2 separate regions of the Zea mays genome follow, and region 2 is linked to region 1. A link is a contact called in public HiChIP or PLAC-seq data. All regions are on one chromosome and are shown on one strand. Each heading gives the region's core, a stretch centred on a gene start, on an enhancer-like site or on the middle of the called end of the contact. The rest is flanking DNA. Distances are from core to core; before and after follow the strand shown. Region 1 holds the start of LOC103638807 (zinc finger protein WIP2). Region 2 holds the start of LOC103641469.

The links. HiChIP or PLAC-seq counts read pairs in DNA pulled down with a chosen protein or histone mark.
Region 2: a contact with region 1 is called in an H3K4me3 HiChIP or PLAC-seq map of leaf, with 7 times the contacts expected there. The contact joins the promoter of LOC103641469 here to the promoter of LOC103638807 in region 1. A contact is called at or near these places in 14 of 25 Hi-C or Micro-C datasets (bundle sheath, ear, endosperm and 5 more) and 1 of 3 datasets of contacts at active chromatin or transcription factors (leaf).

Annotation. Positions count from the first base shown.
Region 1 is chr9:107,134,123-107,137,139 of Zm-B73-REFERENCE-NAM-5.0, forward strand. It overlaps LOC103638807 (zinc finger protein WIP2), which reads right to left and starts at 1,659. Exons shown (of 2, transcript XM_008661621.3): 1 at 789-1,659. The coding sequence starts at 1,403.
Region 2 is chr9:107,276,177-107,279,260 of Zm-B73-REFERENCE-NAM-5.0, forward strand. It overlaps LOC103641469, which reads right to left and starts at 1,614. Exons shown (of 3, transcript XM_008664820.4): 1 at 1,486-1,614; 2 at 1,219-1,411; 3 at 758-1,134. The coding sequence starts at 1,598. The coding sequence ends at 838.

The sequences.
Region 1 (3,017 bases), core at 409-2,908:
GGGGTTTTTGTTGCGATGAGAGAGGGAGAGACAGGGGTGGGGGTAGAGATCTAGACTCTAGTAGAGAGAGAGAGCGCGCCGCGAGAGAGAGAGAGAGGAGGAGGAGCCTTGAGGAGATGAGACCTTGTTTGTTGCTTGAGAAGCACATCTGTGTAAGCCTGAAGGAACTGATCAGGCAAAGATAAAGATGCCTTTTTGCCAGATCTTTCATCTCAGATCTCTCTTTCTCTCTGCCCCTATTTCTCTCTGCAGTCTCTCCAATTGAAAAAAAAGGCACAATAAGGCGCAGACTCCAACAACACTGCACACTACTACTACTCCTAGGTAGCTAACACAGGCTCTTCAGAGTCCTTCCCCATGCCAATGGCACGGCAGCCATTACTGCATGCCTCTGTGTCGCTCCTGCTTCTCCCTTCTGCTGCTCGGTTCAATCAAATCAAAGGTACATGGGATCAGAGAGAAGGGGGAGAGAGAGGAGGATTGAATGATCCAAGCCTGCAGGTCTAGTACTACTCCTGAGCTTGTGATGGATGCATGCATGCACATCTCTTCTGATGGTCGAATCCATGCAGCAAGGAAGAGGAAACACAAAAAGATATAGGGAAGGAAATTCACAAAAATGAAAGGAAATTAAAGATGATAGACGAGACGCAGCGGGTGATAATCACGAAAAAAAGAGCGGAACCCAGCACCAGCACCAAATCGATCAAAATCAGGCACAGCAAGAACAGGAAGAGCATGTCAGATCGATCGATGAGACTCAGGGATGAGCTGCGCCTGCCCCTCACCTGCATGTTGTTGTATCGGTTGAAAGTCTTGTAGCAGACGGGGCAGGAGAACTGGGTGGGCCCAATGAGGATCTGCGACGGGGTGGGGATCCAGTACTGCCCTTTCGTCAGCCTCCCGATCCCGATGGACGCGCAGCCCACCGTCATGGCGTCCTCCTCCTCCGCTTCCTCCTCTTCCCCCGCTTCATGGTCGACGCCTTGATGCTGCTGGCTCCTCCCTTCCGCTGATGGTTCTTGGCTATCGCCACCGTCCGCCGCCGACTCGGAGGGGCTGGGGCCGGAGCCGGGGCTGGGCAGGCCGATGTGCAAGGCCACCGTGACCTCCCCGGCGGCGGCCTGATCGGCCTCTTCTTGGTTGCTGCGCGAAGTGGCGCGCTTATTGCCGTCCTTGTGATCTCGGACGTCGCCGCCGCCGTGGTTGTGGTTGGTCGCTGACGATGGCGTCAGGTTGCTGAGGAGGGGGAGGGCTTCCCTGATGGGAGGGGAGTGGGGAGGCGGGTGGTGGAGGTAGTAGGAGGAGGCGTAGCTGCTGGGGAAGGAGGTGGCGGGGGGAGCGTTGGAGGGAGGTAAGTGGGAGTAGTGGCCTCTGAGAAAATTGCTGTAGGGGTCTCCCATGGTGGAGTGGTGGAGTGGAGCTGAAGATAGAGAAGAAGAGGAAGAGCTGTGGCTGGGAGGGAGATGGGGAACTATTATAGAGAGAGAGAGAGATGAGATGGCCAGGGTTGCAGCTGCTAGTAGGTACTCCCTATGGAGAGAGAGTGAAAGAGAAGCGTGTGCTTGCAGCCCTAAAGGTGTAATTGAGGTTGTAGTGGAGGAAAGGGAAGCTCACTAGAGAGAGAGGGGTATGGAGAAAGTGTGTGTGGGAGAGAGAAAGAGAGAAGAGGCAAGAGTGGGGTGAATATCTCCTGGCTGACAGCAGAGAGAATAGATGAAGGTTGATGACGAGTAGGAACAAACGCAAAGGTTCGGAAAGTGGCGTTCATACTGAAGCTCAAGTAGTAGTGTATGCTGTATACTCAGTAAATGCATGGTGAAAATCTTGGGACTTGGAAGTATAGTTTGGGAACCAAATATTCCACCTGCTATGCATCATACGAAATTTATTCCACTCGTTGAAAACATGCACGCGTGAACCCTGTACGAAAAAAATCTCTGTATGCTACAATAATTTTACTTGGTAACGTCACTTCTATAGCACTTTTTATCCTTCCATACTATCATTAGTGATATAGGAGGTTAGTAGTGTTTGAATGCACTAGAGATAATAGTTAGTTGACTAAAAATTGTTAGTAGAATTAGCTAGCTAGTTAACAAATAGCTAGCTATAGCTAACTATTACCTAATTTGCTAAAAGTATCTAATAGATGAACTATTAGTTAGACTGTTTGGATGTTTCGACTAATTTTAGTAGCTAACTATTAGTTATAGTGCATTCAAACACGCTCTAAAAAAATTGCATGTCATAATCTCTTATGTACCACTATCTAAGTGGCACAAAATGAATTAAAACATTTACGACGATAAATAAGGTATTGGTTAATGTTGGTGGCATACAAGAAATTGTCCCATATGAGAAAAATATATACACACTCTATCTATATGTACCACTAATAATAATCTATCAGTTTAAAGTTTGCAAAAAAAGCCACTCAGCCAAACCACCCCACGACCCATAACCTCGACTAAAATCCACAAAAAAATTACAACCAGAATTACACACTGTCAAAACCAACGGTTCAGATAGCCGAATAACCACTCTTCCTTACTCAAATCCAAGAAACAATATTATGAATCATATTTTATCCCTCGACCCTCTCCCTTTTCCGCAACCTCGCCATCCTTAGCTAGCTCCCCCTCTCCCGTGACACCGTCATTCGCGCCGCCGTCACCAACCACCGCCGACCCTTTATCTCCATTCTTCGGGATCATAGCGTTTACACGAACTATATATATATATATATATTTGTCACTTAAAAATAGACGAGTGTGTAATCATATGTGTTACTAAGATCATGCTCCGCGACAGAACAATAAGTTAGACGAGTACTATAACGTGCACATGCGCGTGTCAAGTCCTAAACATGCTCAGAATTAAACAGAGACGATCACAGAGAAGGAGATAGACTAGTACCTAGATGGCTCCGTGACAACAAGCTTCATGCATGCATCATGCTAGCGGTACATGCATGTTGGACCGGTGTGTCCCACCTAGAGAGAGAAAGTTTAATT
Region 2 (3,084 bases), core at 364-2,863, 140 kb after region 1:
TTTTGACTTACAGTCAGGGACATATGAGGTATTCCTTCAAGCTGGTACTACTTCTGACGGCGAGAAGATTTCAACAAAGAGGTTAGACTTAGGTCCTACGATAATAGGAGAGAAGATTGGCCGAAGTGCATGCATGGCGAGGATTGCTTGGTGCAGATGTTCGTTGAGGGTGGAATTGATGGAGGCCGGCGTTTCTTCAGATGTCCTTATGCATATGTACAAATTATTTTGTAGTCCTTTTTTCTAAATACTTTTGTTGTTCAGTGAAACTAACTATAAACATTTATGCAGCATTCATTGGTCAATGAGAATTGTGGGTTCACTCGTTGGGTAGATCCTCGTCCAATTTTTCCTCATGCGGAATACATATCCTACCTACAGAATAGGATATTTGATCTAGAGAGAGAAGTAAGCAACAAAAATGATGAGGAAGAAAGAGACACAAACAATGGTGGTGCTTCACAGGTGCAAGTATGCCCAGATCCATATTGTTGCTGCCCTTGTCACAACAAGAATGTTGGTCCTCCGTCGTCTCCACCGCACCCACAGCAGACACCAACAATGGGAGGATACTATGGGGAAGGGTCAACTCAATTTGGAATGTGGGAGCACTACTAGAAAACTCTTATGTATCAATTGCTTTCAGCGTGTTGATTATCTATTTCAATTGCTTCAAGTCGCCTTCAAGAATTGCTTTAAATCTACTTTTCATCAATTATGTATTTATGTAATTTTTCATCAATTTGAAGGTAATTCATTACGAAATATCATTGTTCGACAATACATATTACCGAATAATAAGTTCATTATTACATAACTTCAAATAAAACACCAATACTACTGAGTACAACGGGGCCATTTGCCTTTGCGAAATGCATCAGGGTTCTCCTCCATTGCTTCCTTTGCACGACGTGCACGCTCAAGCTTCTTCTCCTTATCTTCCCTGCATTCAGCAACACGCCTCATTTTCTCTTCGTCTTCACGTTGTTGCTCGGCAGCAAGCTCCTCTCGTCTTTTTTTCATCCTCTCTTTGTCCTCTGCATCCCACTTTTGAAGATTCTCCAGCCACTTCTTATCTTTCTCTGATATTTCTGTGTCAATCCACTGCTCAAAATCACATAGCGGTGGAGGAGTCTACAAAATGTGCAATTATTAGTACGCAAAAAAACATTTACAAAAACATTCACAAATGTAAACATATAACAAGACTATTCTCACCATTAAATTCATCCGACGTTGAACAATAGTTGGCTCAAATGCAAAGTTAGCACACATCCAATACCTCTGTCGATAGGTGTCATGATCTTCAGACTTATCGACCTTACAAGGATCACCACAAAAACACATAGGCACTGGAACACCACTTGGCAAAGGCAGCGGGTCGAAGGCAGTTCCGGTCAAAGGACCCTTCCTAAATTTCCATAAACTCTATAACAATCAGAAATATAATAAACTCACAAAATAAGAGGCAGATCCAAAACTTACCTTTGTTTAGCATATTTACCACGCCTAGACATCTCTAGTTTAGAAGAATTGAAATGAGCACAGCAACAAGCCAGACGTAGGGTACTATTTATAGGAACGTACCTCGGCGCCATAGATCTTGGCGCCGAGGTAGGCGTCGTTGACCGGGCGCCTACCTCGGCGCCAAGATCTATGGCGCCGAGGTACGTGCCACGTAGATCCAGGTCACACCGACGTCTGACGTATAAGCGCCAATAAGATTGGCGCCGGCACACAGAACCTCGGCGCCAATGATGACGGCGCCGAGCTAAGGGTCCATTTTTTGAAATGAAACTGCCAGGGGCATAAATGTGGGAAAAAAACCCGAAAAGGGCCAAATTGCAAAAAAGTTGGTAGAGGTCACACATGAGGAGGAGGTTATGGGTTCGAATCTGTTGACTATGAAGCAACAAATTCAATGCAAAAATGGTCAAATAATATTTTGTTGTTCTTTTGTTTTTTATTATTATTTTGTTGAGTGCTTTCCTTTCCCGACTGTTTTTAGACACTTGACAAAGAGCCCCTTGTCGACATTTTTTTTACCGAGTGTTCTTTGTCGAGTACAGTCGGCAAAGCCTTTGTCGAGTACAAAAAGGCCTTTGCCAACTGTCTGGGGCACTAGGCAAAGAAGGCGAGTTTGGTAGTGTTTTATGAACATAACCGAATGATCACTATACATGTGACAGGATAGAAATCACATGTAGTGGATTATATTAAAGGCACATTGCTTCATTAGTAATGAATAATAGTATTCTAACATAAACAACTTTATAACAAATCCACTAGTAAAGATCCCTTACATTTGACTAGTTGATCACGTGCCTAGAATTTGTCAAAGTCCTGGTACTCTTGGTGTCTAGGACACATGTTCTTCACCTTCTGTGTAGTAAGAGTACATAGAGGTGGGTGAAAAAAAGGCAAGGGTGAGTTCTTTCACACTAAACATGTACTGCACTTTGGGATAAGTGGACTGGTTGTATAGTAGGCCAGCTCATATGGTGGCTTTTAGTTGGTCAAGTTTTAATTTAAAAATAAAGAGGACTAATTCCCTTTTTGATAAAACCTTTATCATGGTGAACAGTATTGTTGGTGCCTTTATGGGGGCGCCAATCACTCAATACGAACTATGGCGGTGCTCTCTGCAGAGGCGCGGACGGTCCGCGGCCAGAGGCCGGACGGTCCACGACCCAGTGCAGGGGCTTGGGCTCCCTGCCTAACGGCCGGACGGTCCGCGCCTACAGGCTGGACGGTCCGCGCGTGCGCAGGGGCGGCGAAGGTCGCCGCCGGCGCCTGGATCTCGCTCCCGGGAGGGACCCCGTCGGGGAGGAGAGATCCTAGGTGTTGTCTAGGCCCGGTGGACCGACCTAGACTCCTCTAATCGACGTAGAGTCGAAGAGAAGTGGAGAATTTGAGGATTGGGATACTAAACTAGAACTAAACTAGAGCTACTCCTAACGCATAAGGTAAAAACGAGAAATAGACTTGATTTGATCGATTGTTGGGGGTTCAATCGACCGTAGCCCTTCATCTATATAAAGGGGGAGGTCTGGATCTGCTTCAAACTGTTTCCCGAGTTAAACC